2 separate regions of the Mus musculus genome follow, and region 1 is linked to region 2. Evidence: chromatin contacts called from public promoter capture Hi-C data. All regions are on one chromosome and are shown on one strand. The core of a region is the stretch at or near the end of the contact, and the rest is flanking DNA. Distances in the headings are between cores, read along the strand shown.

Evidence for each region. Capture Hi-C pulls out chosen DNA fragments and counts their contacts.
Region 1: a promoter capture Hi-C map of adipose tissue shows a contact between it and region 2. The contact joins two enhancer-like sites. A contact is called at or near these places in 1 of 484 Hi-C or Micro-C datasets (memory CD8 T cells) and 1 of 9 other capture datasets (adipose tissue).

The regions. Positions count from the first base shown.
Region 1 is chr12:32,433,544-32,439,163 of GRCm38.p6, reverse strand. No RefSeq gene overlaps it. Among named protein-coding and RNA genes, the nearest start is that of Gm40375, 38 kb to the right of the region's middle. Within about 2 kb of position 3,948, at least 57 of the 459 cell types and tissues checked have an H3K27ac peak or open chromatin away from gene starts, as enhancers often do. A contact at or near this core is called in adipose tissue, where this site is marked.
Region 2 is chr12:31,272,611-31,278,355 of GRCm38.p6, reverse strand. The region is part of intron 4 of Lamb1 (laminin B1); the gene reads right to left. Among named protein-coding and RNA genes, the nearest start is that of Lamb1, 10 kb to the right of the region's middle. Within about 2 kb of position 2,820, at least 16 of the 459 cell types and tissues checked have an H3K27ac peak or open chromatin away from gene starts, as enhancers often do. A contact at or near this core is called in adipose tissue, where this site is marked.

The sequences.
Region 1 (5,620 bases), core at 2,699-5,198, 1.2 Mb before region 2:
TCACAGTCAGCTATTGGATGGATCACAGGGCCCCCAATGGAGGAGCTAGAGAAAGCACCCAAGGAGCTAAAGGGATCTGCAACCCTATAGGTGGAACAACAATATGAACTAATCAGTACCCCCAGAGCTCGTGTCTCTAGCTGCATATATAGCAGAAGATGGCCTAGTCGGCCACCATTGGGAAGAGAGGCCCCTTGGTCTTGCAAACTTTATATGCCCCAGTACAGGGGAACGCCAGGGCCAACAAGTGGGAGTGGGTGGGTAGGGGAGCAGGGCAGGGGGGGGGGTAATGGGGGACTTTCCAAATAGCATTTGAAATGTAAATGAAGAAAATATCTAATAAAAAATTGAAAAAAATCCTCTCTCAATATATATCTTTTAGCTTAGCATCAAACTGTAGATGAATGACTTGAAATTCAAGTTTAAGTGAAAGCACCTCAATTTTTCAATTAACGGGAATTTTGAAGTAGGGAACTTTCCTTTGCCTCTGTAGTGAGCTCCCACAGATGACAAGTAAACAAAAACAAAGACTAGCACATGATCTCTATATACCACACTAGGAACCTGCATGCAGGTTTGTAACTGAATGCAGATTCTACCTTTTTAATTTCTCTATTGGCAACACAGGAAATAAAGACATCATCCAAACATTCAAATTTCTCTAATTGTCATAACTTTACCACAGCCTAAGTTTGTCATGAGAATACTAGTTGGACTTGTAGTTTCAGGTAGGATTCATAAGGAAACACTAGCAAGCCTGCAACGAAACTAATTTCCATATATTTTCAGGATTAGTCATGGCTGAAGACAGTTCTCAAAAAAATTGTCTTAACCCTGAAATCAAAACATCACAGCCCAACTTCAGCTTTACTACATGCTTAATGATAAAAATCCATAGATCTAGCTATGGCTGTGTCCATGGAAGTTAAGCATTAAGCATTTCAGTACTGTAATATTGAATCAATAGCACATGGTAGAGTATCTGCTGATAACACCATAAAAAAAGCACGGGCTCTAAACATCTTAACTTATTTCCAGATTTATGAATTCACCCACCACAGGTTTTCACTAACTCGGGTATGTCTATTGCCACTGAGTCTGACATAGCATATTCCTCCTTGAGTTGTACTAAATTCATTGTAGTTTTTTTTTTCAATTTCTTTGAAAATATTCTCACCTTTAAGTGGCTCCACACAGGCTATTTATAAATGTCTACTCTCTAATAACTTCCAAACTAGCTCCAAGTCCCCAAATAGATACAAACTGGACAATTTCAGTAGAGGCTATGAGCTAGTCAAGAGATGACAGTCACTCTAAGTCACTTGTCTTTTCTCTTAATTACTATTATTAATGCCTTGCTTAGTGTCCTCGATGCACAGCAACTGTCCTCCTCAGGAGAAGCCTCGTTAAGCTTGTTTTCTTCTGACAGCTCTGTAGCTGCTGCAGACAATGCAGCTGAGTCAACTTACTATTGTTACACAGCTTTCCTTGCCTGGCTAGTGAAGGAGCTACTCTCAAATTTTTTTGGTTGCAGACTTTATTTTTGTGAAGAAATTTGACCATAAAGAGAAATCTGTTTTAAAATTTCCTAATCACTGCTTTCCCATGAGCAGGAAATTTTGGCATAGTTATTTAGTCTAGTTACGTTGATAACATACTATGGGTGTTTACACAGTGTTACTACCAGTAACAATCATGAAACTGTTTATACTCTCTTGTACCTGAAAATGTGATATTAAACGTACATTTCTCCTTTTTTATTGTCTTTCCTTGGTGCCTTAATAGGACTTACTGACTTCATTAATAAGTAACCAATAAAATAACATAACATAAAATAAATAAAAGGAGGAGTAGGGAGAACATCAGAGAGTTGGGAGTGAAGAATGGAAGGGAGAGAAAGGGCGAAGAAGAATAGGGAGGCAGGAGGGCTATAACCATATATCATTTGACATACTGGTGAATTCTAGCAGCATCTTGAATGATGCCAAGCCACAGTACAGAGTGATGAAAGTACCACACAGCCTGTGCCTCTGCCACGAAGCTCTGCCATTCTAGTTTGAAAGCAAACAGACAGCTGTAAACAGATTATTTCTTTTGACCAACTCTTTGCTAACATTATTGCTATTGTAAATCTTTGCTAACAATTTATAGCCCCCTAATCCCACAGATGGTTCTTTTAAAAGATGTAAACCACCGTACACGTGGGCACACAGCTGTACTCCTGGCCCTTGGGAGACAGAGAAAGGAGACTACAAGTTCAAGGAAAGCCTGGTCTACTACGCCAGGCCCAGTCCCAGTCCCAGGTTCTCTAGCTACATAGCAGTTCTCTATCCCTTCTCCAAAACAACAAAAAGTTCTAAGACACATTAGTTGTCAGGTTTGGGGAATGGGAAGAGAAGTTGACTAAATGATGTAGCAGAATCATGTGACTCCTAATGATGGTGACAGCTTCAAGAAGCTTTAACCACTAAGGAGGGTGGGCATCTCTGGGGACAAATCTCCTCTACTTGATCTCAGCTAAAATATTTGGAAAACACTGAAGATATCCAGAAGTGTTCCCTATACACCAATTTTATGATATGAGATAAGCCCAAAGGGAGGTCCAGATATATTCTTGCCTACTGTTTTAACCTCTACATAATCTTCAACTATATCTTCAAAACTGTGTCCACCACCTTTCCTTTTAGAACTATGAACTTAAACTAAGCATGCTTAAGGATGCAATTCTTTATTTTTATTTTTTATTGGATATTATCTTTATTTACATTTCAAATGTTATCCCCTTTCCTGGTTTCCCCCCCTCCCGAAAAGCTCCCTATGCCTTCCCCCCCTCCCCCTGATCACCAGTCCACCCACTCCTGCTTCCTGGCCCTGGCAGTCCCCTATACTGGGGCATAGAACCTTCACAGGACCAAGAGCCTCTCCTCCCATTGATGACCAACTAGGCCATTCTCTGCTACATATGCAGCTAGAGTCGTGAGTCCCACCATGTGTTTTCATTGGTTGGTGGTTTAGTCCCAGGGAGCTCTGGAGATACTGGTTAATTCATATTGTTGTTCCTCCTATGGGGCTGCAAACTCCTTCAGCTCCTTGGGTACTTTCTCTAGCTCCTTCATTGGGGACCCTGTGCTCAGTCCAATGGATGGCTGTGAGCATCCATTTCTGTATTTGTCAGGCTCTGGCAAAGCCTCTCAGAAGACAGCTATATCAGGAAACTCTTGTTGGCATCCCCAATAGTGTCTGGTTTTGGTGATTGTTTATGGGATGGATCCCCAGGTGGGGCAGTCTCTGGATGGTTATTCCTTCAGTCTCTGCTTCACACTTGGTCTCTGTAACTCCTTCCATGGATGCAATTCTTAACTGAGCATGCTCGGGAATGTATTCTTAACTGAGCATGTTCAGGAATGTGCCCACCTCAGAAGTGCTTTTTTTTTCTTTTTTTTTCTTTTTTTTTTTTTCGAGACAGTGTTTCTCTATATAGCCCTGTCTGTCCTGGAACTCACTTTGTAGGACAGTGCTTTTTTATTTACTTGCTTTTTTATCTACTATGTATAGGCTTCTCTCAGGCTTCCTTTGTTCAAGGTGGTCATTGTCTTATAAATACCTCCTTTGCTCTTCTTACCTCCAATAGATAATAAATCTCAGCTCTTTTATTTCTTGGCTGTGTTTGTTTTGGGTTCTACATTCACCAAGATGTGATCCCAATCATTTAGCTACAGATTGACAACTTAGTTTGAGACTTCCTGCTCAAAGGCACTGGGGATTTGTTGCTCAACTCCTAACAAGACAGGCAAGGAAGTCGGGTAGCATGTCCCAAGCTGACCCTGTACTGCTGGAAAAGAGGCCTGAGCCAGGGAAGGAGCATCTTCTTCAGGGCTGACTCACTGCTTCTGCTGTGTCATCAGGATTCTATGACAACTTGGCAGATATTCCAAACCTTTTGTTCAGAAGTTTCCTGAAACCAATGAATAGTGTTGAACTCTTGAGTCAGCTAATAGTCACCATAACAGAGCCAATAGGACAGAAAAGTGCTCAAGGCCAGCCATGAGCCCAAGACTACATTTTAATCTGGGGGTAAGGGTGATTGTGTGGGACTTTTACTGGGGAGTCACCACACTTATACACACACACACACACACACACACACACACACACACACACACACCTACTCACCTGGTTTAGGGAACCTACAATAGACCAAAGTAAGTACTCTATCAAAATACAACTTGGTGAACCAGTGAGGAGTGTGTGTGTGTGTGTGTGTGTGTGTGTGTGTGTGTGTGTGTTTTATTGAGGTTGCTGATAGGAGTGTGGGTGAAGGGTTACTTAAAGGAACAGGGATGACTCAAAAGTAATTGCATCACCCAAAAGCCCACCCTAACAGAGTGATGACTCACCAACCCTTCAGCCCTGGAGCAATGTACATTATTTACCAGCAACTCAACTAGGCCAAGAATCTCTGCTTACCAGTTCAGCTGATCAGAGTGTCCCCTGTCCCCACCCCTCCCCCACAAATATTTATGATGTCTTTAAGTTGGCAGGAGAGGAATATAGATCATATTTCAACTTTCCTAGACTTGTGAAGTTTCTTTCCTCCTGACTTTCATGATTATCCTTCTTTCAGGAGGGAAGGAACATTTCCATTGGGAGGAAGTGACTGTAAAATGAAGGTGAAAGACAGTCTCTTTGTGGGCTGCCAGTAGGCCAGAAACTGTGTCTTCCATCTTGGGATAAAGATTTGAACATAAAAGGCTTCAGAGGTCTAGTTAGTAAACAGAAATTGAAGAAATGACTGCCAGTGGTTTCAAATTTGGGGTTTGGGAAACATCTACCCTGAAGGTTTGAATAAAGACAAGCAGCTCTGACAAGGAGGGCAGGGTCCCAACAGGTCAGCTTTTATATTCTGGAGCCCACAAGTGGGTAGTGTGACACTTTCAATGCTGTAAAAATGCCAGAGCCAAAATCTTTATCTGTGGAAATAGAGAAGTCTCATTTTCACTTGTCTCTTATTTTTTTCTAATAAAGAAATCTGTTGTTCATCCTGGGGGAGAGTTGCTTCCTCTATTACTGTCAGATTGCGATTCTTCACCAAAAGACACACAGTCACACACACACACACACACACACACACAGAGAGAGAGAGAGAGAGAGAGAGAGAGAGAGAGAGACAGAGACAGAGACAGAGACAGAGACAGAGACAGAGACAGAGTGGGGAATATAAGTGAAAGGGTCTCTTTGGGGCTGAGGAATGCCTTTTGTGTCCTATAACTGATCTACTTGGACTCCCAAGTATGAGCTGATAATAATAGTGACCATTTTAAAACCTATTATGAAAGTAACATCCATTTGAATGCTATTTCCATCTCTAGCGTGTATATCATTTGATACTCAGTTTACAGTAAGCCCGTAGTAAATATCAACTTAAACGGAGAGAAAGTCAAAGAAATCCCACTAAAGTCAGGAGCCAGACAAGGCTGTCCATCTCTCTATATACCTATTCAGTAGAGTACTTGAAGTCTTATCTAGAGCAGCTGGAGGAGATCAAGGGGATACAAATTGGAAGGGGAGTAGTAGAAATATATATATTTACAAATGATATAATACTATGTATAAGTGGTCC
Region 2 (5,745 bases), core at 1,571-4,070:
TGTTCTTGAAAGGCCGCACTTGTAGCAACCACCTGGTAGACCAGTAAACTGTTCCTTCTTGAAGCTGATTATAAACAGGCCCTTGTAGCAAACACACTTGGGTATATTAACCACCATGCCCAGGAGAGAACTAATTTTGAATGCTTGCTTTCTCACTTCTTCATTTAATCATTCCATAGATGATATAGCCTGTGGCTTATATAACATCCATATGCTACACACAGTTTAATAAGGAGCACACACACATAAAAATCATAGTCATTGTACAATAATATGTCAAGCACCACAGTACCATCACAGGAAATGTGAGAAAACAAGCAGCATTACTCACACTAGCCCAAGAATGGCAACAGCCAAAGTGCCTATTAGCTGGTAAAGAACACAATGTGAGCCTAGAGTAACTGTCCTCTGGGCTCCACCCAGCAGCCAATGGAATAAGCACAGAGACCCACAGTCAAATGACGAGCTTGGGAGTCTTGTGGAAGAGTTGGGGGAAGGATTGAGGGACCTGAAGGGGACAGGGACTCTACGGGAAGACCAACAGAGTTGACAAACCTGGACCCTCTGGATCCCAGAGACTGAACCATCCACCAAAGAGCAAGCATGGGCTGGACCTAGATTTCCTGCCCCACCCCCACAGGTAACAGATGTGCAGCTTGGTCTTCATGTGGGTCCCCCAACAACTGGAATAGGGGCTCTCCCTCAAGTTGTTGCCTGCCTGTGGAACCCATTCCCCAACTGGGCTGCCTTGTCTGACCTCAGTGGGAGAGGATGCACCTAGTCCTATAGAGACTTGATGTACCAAGGGTGGGGATGGGAGAGTGATTGGGGGTGGGGGGTGGGGGTTCTGCCTTCTCAGAGAAGGTGAGGGAAGAAAGGGGGCAGGAACTGTGGTAGGGCTGGAAGGAGGGGTTGTATAATGGGATATAAAGTGAATAAGTAGATAAATTAATGAAAGAACTAAATGTGATAAATACAATAGACTAATTTAGCTGCAAAAGGAAGGGATGCCATACTCTCTGTAACATACAAGGACCTTGAAGGCACTGTGCTAAGTGAAATAAGCCATATACATTTTCAAATATTATGATTTCATGTATATGAAACACCTAGGGTTTTAGATGGGAATGGAAAGGGGTCATGGGGAAGAGGGGTGAGACAGCAGGGGTGACTATTTAGTGACTAGTTCAAGTTCCTATCTAGGGTGATGACAAAGTTCTGGAAACTGACAGCAGTGATAGTCTTGCGCTATCCTGAGTATGTCTAACATCACTGAGTGGTACACATAAGAATGGGGAATACTGATATGCATACTGTACCACAAAAGTAAGTAGTTTTAAAGGAAAAACAAAAACCAGAGACTATTTCAGAGGGATGACATCAAACTGGATCTCGGGCTGGGGATTCAGCTCTGGGTGGCCCCAGGTTCAATGCCCAGTGCAGCACAGGGGGGCATTACTGTTTGACATGCTAACAGACTTTCTTTGCCTTTTTGCCATATAAGTGAGAACACTAAAAGATTTATGGGACCTAACAAAATGAAAGCTTATACATAGAAAATAACTCTGACAGCACTGTCATTAAACATGGAAGATGACAAGAAGCAGAGGAACCAAAGAAAAGATGAAGAAGGTCTCACACTCTAAAGGTATAACATGGACAGAGAGAGATGAAGTCTACTGTCCTGTTAGTGACAGCACACTGCACTGAGTTACATACACTCGATCTATTAGATCTTAGAGGAGAAGCAGATAGGCCCCAAAGCACGGGTGGCTGGGCTGAAAATGGCACGAGCAGCGAGCCTCTCAACCTCGTTTGAGGGCAGCCATATGTGGGCATGGCATTCAGCTTTGCAGTGTGGATTTGGGAGTCACTGCGATCACTTAATACTTGAATTTCCTCCAACAAAGCCAATGGCAAGAGAAAGGCCAGCACTCTAGGAAAATGCCCAACAGGCTGGACACGGGAGAACAGGAGCCGGCAACAGTCACCACCTTTCGCTTCAGCTCCGAGTGTGTGCTCACGCATGCGTACCTTCCTCCTCCCCAGCCAGTGGCCTAAGCAGAAAAGCGAACAGGCAGAAGGTTGGGGAGGAATAGGAACAAGACAAACCCCTCAAAACACACCGAGGACTTCAGGAGGCCATGAAGGACACAGTCAAGAGTAAAACGTAAGAAAGAATGCAGATGGAAATGGGCCACGGGCAGATGCTTCCCAGCCATGAACATGCTGTGCGCACTTTAGGAAGAGGAAGCCAGATTGCCGTGGAGAAAAGTCAAAGGAAAGTTCAGCCAGCCTAGAAAACAGAGCTTAAGTAAATATGAATTCCTGAATTAAGTAAGATCATCACTTGGCAGACAGAGCTTTTACAGAGCCTGATGTTGGGAACTAGCAAAAATCTGCTAACCTACTTGCTAGCATCCTTGATAACCCTGCCTGACGGAGGCAAGGCAGAAGAAAACGATGTTTCTATCAAACTGCAGAGAACTGTAGACTAAGGATTTTAGAAGGGGAACGGAGAAGCTGCTCTGACCATCGGAACCTGGACTGGCAGGTGTGCAGGCATGGCCAATCCCATGAGGCCACGCTCCCAGTTGGGAAGGCCTAAGAGGCTTGGGCGGGGCACACCTAGTCAGATATCTCCGCATCCTTAGACAGCAGAGAAGAAACACACAGAAGCTTGCTTGTCCTGGCTGTGCTGCCTTGTCTCTCACTTTCTGGAAACTTCTAAATCCCAAGGGACCCTGCCCAGTCATCCAATTTCCTGTGGAGTTAAGAAGCTGCTGGAAACCGGAACCACACACTTCACCTAAAGGACGGAAGCCTCTCCCCACTCCCACCGCCGTACTTAGTCACCAACCTTCTCGGGCCCCTTCTAGGGCTGCACAGGGACCGCTGAACGCATAATAACCAGGAGAGACTGGAAACATCTGTCTATAACAACAACATACTGGCACATGCATATAAACAAGCTAATCCACCTCGTAAGCAGCCACCTCCACAGCCAGAGTGGTTGAGGATAAACATGAGCTCTTCATCTTTGTCCCCGCTTTCCTTTACAGTACTGCTAGGGAGACCCACATCTTCCTAAGGACTTCAACTTCCCGGCTATCCTGGACACAACCCTTTCCTTCCCCTGACCTGCCTCCGCGCCTTCTCCACTTCAAGGTCAGCCTCAGATTCTAAAGCACCCAAGCAACCATTCGCAGGAAGTAGGGGCCTCCTCTTCTCTGCAGCGGTTCTCAGAGCAGCCAGGGCAAAGCGTTGTGGGGTATAGAAGCATGTGGATACACAGTCAAGTGTTCCAAGGACCGGTGAGCTCCTGACATTTGGAAATTTAAAATGCCCTGTAATCTACAGCTCAAAAATAAAATAAAATAAAATAAAATAAAATAAAATAAACAAAAACAAAACCCGTTGTGGTTATGTATCTCAGTCTAGCCTGGAACTTGCTATATAGATCAGGCTGGTCTTGAACCCACCGAGACCCAACTTCTGAAGTTCGGGCTTGGTGCCATCATGGCGGGTTTCCTTGCAAAATTATTTTTGTGACCTCCAAGTCTGTGGCTCCCTACTGCCTATGAAGTTCCCACTCCTCAGCAAAGAGTTGAGGTCCTGCTGACTGGGACCTGCTTCTCCATACTTACTTTCTTCACCTCCCTGACCTTGAAACAAGTGGATGCAGTACTTATTGAACAAGCCTTGCCCAAAGAGCACAGCAAAGGTCACTGTTCTCAGACCAATGGCAGTTTTCCTTTATATCTTCCCTCTGAAATCTTTCTCACCCCTCCTGGCCCAGGTAAAGGGTACGATTGGTCTCCGCTCCTGAAGTTTCTTCCTTATGCCAGGCTGTTATGTAATACTTTCCTCCCAAGATTTAAACTAAAGATTCCATCCTGAAGGAAGCTCCTTGAGCAGGAAGGGAAACAACTCAAAACAGCTCCAGGAAGTCCCTGAAACTGACCAGATTCTCTAGGTCCCAAATATAAGCTGAGAGGAGCAAGCCAAGCAGCAAAGAAAACTCTCAGACAGAACCAACTATGAGACAAGCAGTAATTAGCTGAGCTGCCTGAAAGAGGTTTAGATCAACCGAGGCACACAGAAAGGACGCTCTCTAACCTGTTCAGTGGCCTGCAGGCTGTGCAGAGGGTTCCAGGTTTCCCAGCTTTTGTGAGCTGTCATCAATGCTGAAGTGGGCCTTGGAGTTGCAACTATCTGAGTCATTTCTGCTCCTGTAAGTAACCCCTCACCCACATTTCTATAAGTAACTGTTACTTTCCCATCAATTCCTGTAACTCCAATAAAACTCACTGGTTCACCAATGCGCTGGATTCTGGTAGCATCAGCACGGGTACTTTGGTCTGTCAGGGGTTTCCTATCTGGGGTATGAGTAGATGAACGTGTTTTGTTTCCCAAGGAAAAGTCTTCTCACAATACAAGCTAACAGACTAGCCGGCCCAGAGCATGGCAAACGCGGCTCTGGCGTGGGTCCTGCTGTCTCACAGAAGCTGGAACCTGGAAGGATGAACCTTGTCCTTCATGCTGAGGTCCACATCCTGTACCTACAGTCCACACCTCAGCACCTTCTCAGACTAACCTTCAGCACCTAGGTGTAGAACAGAATCTCATCTCTGGCCCACTATTCCACAGAATATGCACTCTAAGGATTTTGAGCATAAATGAACTCAGAGCCATCCATGTCTGTGTAGCAGATGCTCTCTCCAAAGTAAGATGGTGCCACGAACATCAATAAAGAGGACTGTAAATATTTTAAAGGTCACAAAACATAAAAATGACATCTTCATGTGGGACAGAGTTTAAATTTAACCACTAAGGTGTAGTGTGGCCCATGAATGGAGACCGCAGGCAGCAAGGAGTCCCTGATAAGCTAGTAATAGCCCTTATCCAACCACTGTCTGCTGCATTTGGTGTCTCCATCACCCTGCCTGCCCCATCAGTCACAGTGGACCACTGGGGGACAGCAAAGGGGTGAGGTACAGAGGCCTGGGAACCACAGAGCTTGATGCCCCTCCTAGTTGCATTCTGACTCCCACGCCTGCCCTTGCTCCTCCTCTGCTTCTCATACTTGGGTACCAGACAGAAGCGAGATTTCCATGGTTCCTTGCCAGCAAGGTAAACTGATCCTCCGCCCCTTTTCCTAATCTGAGAGGATGCCAGCAAGTCCCCAACTCCAACTGAAAACTACCCAAAGGTGATCTTCATCTGGGGAGCAATAATTAAATCATGAGTTTTGTGTGTGCCAACGTGTACTTTGAGCCATGTGAAGCCTGTCATTTTCAGGCAGCTGCTTCAGCAACAAAGGCACTTTGTATAGAGACATTCCCTAGTCCTAGAGTCATTCTACATCTTGAAAAGAAAAATGGAGAGGGGGAAAAAAAAACTGCATTCAAAAAGGCATGCATTTTTCTTTAGAAACTGTAAAACTCTTCCCCCAGTTTTGGCAAAATCTTGGAACCTAAGACTTGAAACATTACTTTGTTTTCAGTTACCAAATTCAGCCGTAGACTCTAACCATGAAGGATCGGAGATGCACTCTGCAAATGTTTTATCGTGGTTTGGAAGGGAGTCAAGTGCTGCCTTTCTCAATGGGAGAAAGAAAGGGGTCTCTAATTAAAAGTTTATAGATAAATTAGGATGAAGAATCTACTTAAGCTAGCACATGTGAAGGGCAGTTATCATGTCCCTGTTTTGAAAGGGACACAATTATCCCAACTTAGGACAACA